2 separate regions of the Mus musculus genome follow, and region 1 is linked to region 2. A link is a contact called in public Micro-C data. All regions are on one chromosome and are shown on one strand. The core of a region is the stretch at or near the end of the contact, and the rest is flanking DNA. Distances in the headings are between cores, read along the strand shown. Region 1 holds the start of Setd2 (SET domain containing 2). Region 2 holds the start of Plxnb1 (plexin B1).

What was found. A called contact is a pair of places that touch in the nucleus more often than the background predicts.
Region 1: a Micro-C map of embryonic stem cells shows a contact between it and region 2, with 6 times the contacts expected there. The contact joins the promoter of Setd2 here to the promoter of Plxnb1 in region 2. A contact is called at or near these places in 1 of 39 promoter capture datasets (pre-B cells) and 1 of 484 Hi-C or Micro-C datasets (embryonic stem cells).

The regions. Positions count from the first base shown.
Region 1 is chr9:110,531,121-110,534,283 of GRCm38.p6, reverse strand. It overlaps Setd2 (SET domain containing 2), which reads right to left and starts at 1,687. Exons shown (of 21, transcript NM_001081340.2): 1 at 1,532-1,687. The coding sequence starts at 1,605.
Region 2 is chr9:109,093,525-109,096,775 of GRCm38.p6, reverse strand. Plxnb1 (plexin B1) reads right to left here and starts at 1,340. Exons shown (of 38, transcript NM_172775.2): 1 at 1,131-1,340. Gm7628 (predicted gene 7628) reads left to right here. Exons shown (of 2, transcript NR_168955.1): 2 at 944-2,934.

The DNA of each region.
Region 1 (3,163 bases), core at 438-2,937, 1.4 Mb before region 2:
ATTTTATTTTAAGGCAACATGAGGATTTTGCTTTGTGTGTGGAGATAACACTCCAACAAAATAACTTTTGTGTTACAACACTAAAGAACTATTAAGTAAGATCCAAATGTTTCTGAGCCAAGGTGAAAAACTTTGGCAAAGGTTCCCCCAAAAATGTGTAATGTGGTAATTTAGTGAAAAGTTTTGTTTTTCACTAGACATCCCTTCAAACCTTAACTTGGGAATGAATTTTGTTGCTATGTGCAGACATCAATACAAGCAAATTGAGGTAAAACAATGGTTTTTCTTAGTTGTCAGCACCTGCAATCCCAGCACTGAAGAAGCTGAAGAGGAAGGATCCCAGGTTCGAGGCCAGCCACAGTAAATTCAAGAGCAGCCTAGGCAACAAGGTGAAACCATTTATCTAAAAACAACAAAATGATCTTGTGAGGGCTTAGGGAAGCTTCGCACGGACTCCTGACTCTGAAGTGGAAGCTTGCTTTTTTACTTATGTTGTTGTTTTGAGGAAGCCTGCCTGCAATCCTAATTCAGTTGGTATCTCAGGTGTACACCACCATCTGACACCCAACAGAAATATAAAAATGCCCTAGGTGTACTGAAAAGAAACTATACGACAAAACTGTATTTCGCTTTACAAGTACACTATCTTCTTTAGAGAAGACTATACAAAGGGTCTCTTAACTAAATCTTCACACGCAGTAAAGCCATCCTTGTAGATAAGATTCTAGATTCTATTACCTAAGAAATAGGACGCCAAAGTGTTCAAGCATCATAATCAAGAAATGTTTGCCAGGTTTTCACTTTCAGGTTAAAAAACAAAACTGCTGTCACCTCAACAACGGGACCAGACAAACCTTGCCACCATTACAAAACCCAAGCGCCAAAGGTGCAGAATATGAAGCTCATCGCTCTACTGGGCCAGAATTGAGTGTCCAAGGAGGAGGGAAAACAAAAAACAAAAATAATATCAAAACCGGGAATGCAACGCGGGTCTCCTCCGCGGATCGAAGCGGGGAGACGCGCGGTAGGCCCTTCCGGTCCGAGTTGCCGTCACCGATAGGCCGGGCGATGGGCCGAGCTTCCACCCGAGCCCGAGGATTCTCGGCCTACACGAGCCGGCGCCCTGACGCCGGCGTCGGCCTTTGCGGCGCCTCGGACTATGCACCGTGGTTTGCAACAGAAGCCCGGGACGCCACCGAGTGTCCTGGAGGAGCTGCGCGGAACGCCGAACCTAAGCAGGCCGACCGAGGACGCGGCAACGGCAGAGGAGGCCGTGGCCGCCCCTCCCCCACCGGGCCGCCCGCCCCAACCGCCGCGGCGACGCGAGCAGCCTTCTCCGCGCCAGGCCCAACCGCCGGGCCAGCCGAGGCCAAGCGAGGCGGCCTCCAGGAGCTCCGCCCGGCCTGCCCTCCACCACGACCGCGAGAAGCCGCCCGGGGCCCGTTACTCCGCGCGCCGCCACCGGTCAGGACGCGCCGCCCTCGGGCTGGAGCGACCAACGACAGCGGGAGACCGCGGAGCAGAGACTTACTCAGGGGTCGGGTGCTCGGGATCGTAGAAATCCCCCATCTTCGGTGGCGGCTGCTGCGACGGCAGCGGCTTCATGAGGAGCGGCTGGAGGCGGCGACGCTAGCCCCCTCCCCGCGGCAGGCCGATGCGGGGGAGGGGACCGGAGGGGAGGCGGCCGCTGGTCCGATCGCGGCGGCGGCAGGGGCGGCCGGCGTCGCTGGCTGGCTGGCTGGCCCGCCCGCCCGCTCTCTCGCTCTCTCGCTCGCTCCCTCCCTCCCTCCCTCCCTCCAGCAACCGCCCGCCCGCCGCTCTCACCCTCACACACTCACTCCCGAAGCGACGCGCACCCCGCCCGCCCTGCAGCCTTGCAGGCCCAGCCCCTTAAAGAGACACGCACAGGGCAGCCCACCGGCCGCCAGTCGGCGCGCCAGCACCACCGACCCTGGCAGGGGCGGGGTACAACCCGCCGGCCAGGCCAGGCCTAGCCTGCGGCCTCCCGGAACAATAAGTCCCGGGGCCGAGTGTTGGAGGCGGGTCCCGGAGCTGGAGGGGAGCCACCGCTGCCCCTCCCTGGACAGCGTCCGTCCCGGGAACAGCCCAAGGCCGTCAGGACACCCGCCTTCATCCTTCGAAGCCCTGGGAGAGCCTGGCCTCCGGGCACTGAGGTAGCGCAGCTGCCGCCCTCGCCCGCTTGCTCCTTTATTCGGTCTCTCTCGCCCCTTCAACTGGCTCTCGGCCGCGCACCGAAAACCAAGCTAAGCAGGGGCTGCTTCTCAGCCTGGGCTTCTCGGACACGCCCTCCGCCCGCCAGCCTCCCGCAGCCCCCACCACCGTGTTCCCACCGAAACCACCTCACCGCGGTATTCTGCCCTCGCCCTAAAAGTCAGAGAGGCTATGTTTGTTAGACCTGGGGGGGGGGGGTGGTCCTGAGGAAAAGGTTATTAATTAGTCTTACTAAAAAAAAAAAAAAAAGTTAGATTAAACTAGAAACTTTTTATTTCTGGATTAGCAGGATTTCGTGAAACTATTAGCTAATTTACACCTCGCTGAATTTATAGCAGTTGCTTATCATGAAAGTGGCAGATTAGATAGTTGAGATCTTTTGTGGAATTTTCTTTGATTAGCCACTAATTTTTTAATTGGAATCACCAATAAATTGAAATGTGATCTAACAGAATCCTTCACTAGCTAACTTGGCCGTATTGTTTAGACAAACATCTTCTGTAGTTAAGACTTACCCTGAACACTTGAATGCTTCATCCTGCCTACAACCTCTTGGGTGCTGGGATTCTAGGTTTTTTGTTTTGTTTTTCAAGACAGGGTTTTTCCTGTGGCCTAGAACTCAAATCCATCTGCCTCTGCCTCCCATGTGCTGGGGTTAAAGGCGTGTGCCACCACTGCCCAGCCTAAAATGTATTTTTAAAATTGTTTTTATAGGAATGGTATGTGTTGAGCCACACACATGCGCACGTGGAGATCAGAGGATAACAGTGAGTCCATTTTTGTCTCCCATGTGGGTCCTGTAACTTACATCATAAGGCTAGGCAGAAAGTGCCTTTACTCACTGAGCCATCTACCATGCATTTACATTTTTTTTCACTTGTATGTAGGCTAGCAGAATTTTTTTATCATTTTGTTTAGAGGTTAATCTGGA
Region 2 (3,251 bases), core at 91-2,590:
ACGCAGAGCAGGTGTTCCCTACATGGTGACAGAGCCCCCATTTCACTGCCAAGGAGATCCAGACTAGAGGGGTAATATGGAGCTCACACTCCGCTTTCAAGCCTCTTAGCATCTCAAAAGCCGAGGAATCGGCCCAGTTTTATTAATGATCGGACTAGGGCTTATTTGGAGCCAAGCCTCACGTCCCTAACTTGCACTGCCAGTATCTCCTCCCTAACTCCCCACATCTCAGGCTGTCCAGGCTCATCGCCAAAGTCTAACTAACTCTGCCTGTGCCCAGGCCTGCCCCATAGGCCTCTTTAGAACCCACACTCCCCGAAACCCTACGGCAGGGCCCAAGACTGGTTGCCTGACTTCTGCAAAGGACAAGCAACACCTAACCCTCTCCTGCAGCTGCTCTCACAACCAAGAAGACTCACAAATTCAGCCCCTTCCACATCTGCACTTGTCTGGGAGTTGGGGGAAACTGGCCTTCCCTTTCTGAGCTCGGCCACCCACACTCCCGCCCCTATCCCAGTATCCACTTAAAAGGGAGAGTTACTTTTTGACAGTGAAGTGGTGTGCACTACACACCTGCCGTCTGGATGTTGAGTAGGGTGGAAGGGAGCCATCATTTACCAGACACCCGCCATAAATTAAGGCGCTCGTCAAGCACCGGCTGGGTGTGTGGGTACCGAGACAGAGTCCAAGTGTTAAAAGGCTCGTGGTCCTCCTTTGTCAGTCTCTGCCTGAAAGATCTGTTATCCTATGGGGAAGCCTCCACTTCCTTGCTTCGACTCATCCTCAACCCTCCTCCCTCCGCCGCTCCACGGGACAAAGACCCCACCAGTGGCCCAGGGAGGGCGGGGAAGGGGCCGGCCGGTCCCGAAAGCGGCGGTGGCGGCAGCGAGGAGGGGGCGCGGAGGAGCAGCTCCACCTCCTCTGTCTCCCAATCGCGTTACAGGCGGTGCCGCCAGAGTTTGCCTTCGCGCGCGCGAGTGTGGTCCCAACTCTGAGGACCGAAGCCACCCACCGGAGACACCACTCCGGCTGCCTGTGCCCAGCGGGATCGAGGCCTCGGGCCGTTCCACCTGGGTGCGCGCGGCTCTCGCCTGCAACCCCGCCTTCCCTGCCCAAGTCTCGCAACTCACCGCCCGACCCTCCTGCGGGATGCGCGCGGCGAGGCGTCCGCCCGCAGCTCCGGGCTAGCTCAGATCTGCGCGCGGCGGCCTTCCCTCCCCTCGGAGGTGGGTCTGGCGGAGCCGCAGCTGTTACCCGGAGACCGAGGGGCGGAAAAAACTGCGCCCGCCGCCCGCCCCTCCCGCCGCGGCGCTGCCTCCGCTGGGAACAAAGGAGACAAAGCCGCGTCGGCCGGCCCGGGCTCCGCTCCTTCCACCCCCCCACCCCCCGCCCGTCGGGCCGCCCTCCCCCCGCGCGCCGCCCGGACCAGGCCGGAAGCTGCCGGGAGAACGGGGTACGCGGCCCCAGCCATCCGGGACCCCGCATTCCGGTCCCGCGGGATCCGAGTTTGTGAAGGGCCTGGGGGGGTGATCAACCCCTCTCATTAAATGGGGGCTGCAGCGCCCGGGCGGTAGTCATGGCAACGCAGACGTGTAGGGTGAGGAGCGGAGCCGGGAGCGTGGGCGGTCCGCCCCGCCCAGCCGGGCCTCACCTGCGCGCCGCTTAGGACCAAGAGGCTACGGCCATGGTTGCGAGCCTTATTACCTGGGCGTTGAGATACAGCACTGGAGCCTTTCCCCGTCCTGCCAGAGTTCGAGGGACTTGTGCCCCACACCTGCTCTGCCTGTTCCATAACCACCATCTTGACTATCCCCAACGCACCTCGCCCAGCGCCCGGAGCGCCCTCATTCCCTTCTAGATCCCGGCCCTTGGAGCCATCCTCTCCCCCCAACTTTCTTCACCTGGTCTCCTAGACGCCAGCTTCTCCTCTTCTCACCTGGCCCTGCCCACCTTTCCTTCTTTCAATACTCCACAACACCCAACCTCTCCTTCCGGCCCCCACCCCTGGCTGTTTGAAGAGAGCCCGGGCTTTGGACCTGAGTTTGCGCCATCACTAAGCCATGTAACCTGACACCCCTTCCCCCCCCACACACACACACCCCGACCTTTTTGCTCCCTGACTAATAGGGGGTAATACCACCAAAGCTGAACTGTGTAAGCAGGGCATACTGGCTGTGAGGTGCAGAAGTAGGGTCTTATTTCCTTCCCTCCTCCACGGCCTGTACCTGGAGCCATGCAGAACTCAGAAGCCTTGAGCAAGTCTGGACTCCCTCCTTGGAAAACACCTGGGTCTTTCTGGGAAGGAAACCCTGGGCAGAGGTTCTCTCCTGAGGGCTTTATGCAGGGCGGTTCACACCCGGGCTTGCCAATGGCAATCTGTGGAGCCAGGACCTGACCCATCCTGAGGGCTTTTGAAGGACTTTGGCTCAAGGCCATTGGCATAGTGTCCAGAAAGGGAAAAACTGCATATACGTCACCTGGAAGCCTCTAAGGTTAGAGGGCTCTAAATCGGGGGAAGCCGTCTTCCGTATCTGCCACTTCACTAAGGGCTGATGCCAGGCTGCTCTACCATCACACCCTCAGACTCCCGTGGGGTGGGGTGGGGGTGGGGTGCTGGCTTGATTTATGTCAACTTGACAGAAGCTTGAGTTATCTGAAAGAATGAACTTCAGTGGAGAAATCGCTCCATAAGATCCCCCTGTAGGGCATCTTCTTAATTAGTGATTGACAGGGGCGGTCCCAGTCCATTGAGGGTGGGGCCCCCCTGGGCTGGTAGCCCTGGGTTCTGTAAGAAAGCATACTGAGCAGTAAGCGGCACCCCTCCACGAGGTTCTGGCCCTGCTTGAGTTCCTGTCCTGTCCTGTCCTGTTCTGTTCCTGTCAGTGATTAACAATGATGTGGAAGTGTAAGCCAAATAAACCCTTTCCTCCCCAACTTGCTTTTTGGTCATGGTATTTCATTGCAAGAGAAACTAATTAAGACAGGGTTCTATAGCTCATCTGCCTGCTTTCCAAAATACCCCTCCCTTAGACCTCAGATCACCCCTCTTCTTCCCCATCCCCCACCCACCCCCCTCTGAGCACTTGATCCCAGTCACATAGCACCTTGTCAGCACCATGACAACTCTTCCCTGACACTGTCACTCCAACTCTCCAGCTCCTCCCCCCCCCCCTTATGCTCCACAACTTCCCCAAACCTATCCCCACCCTGCCCAGGTCAGTCTGCACCCACTCCCTCAATTACCTTGGCCT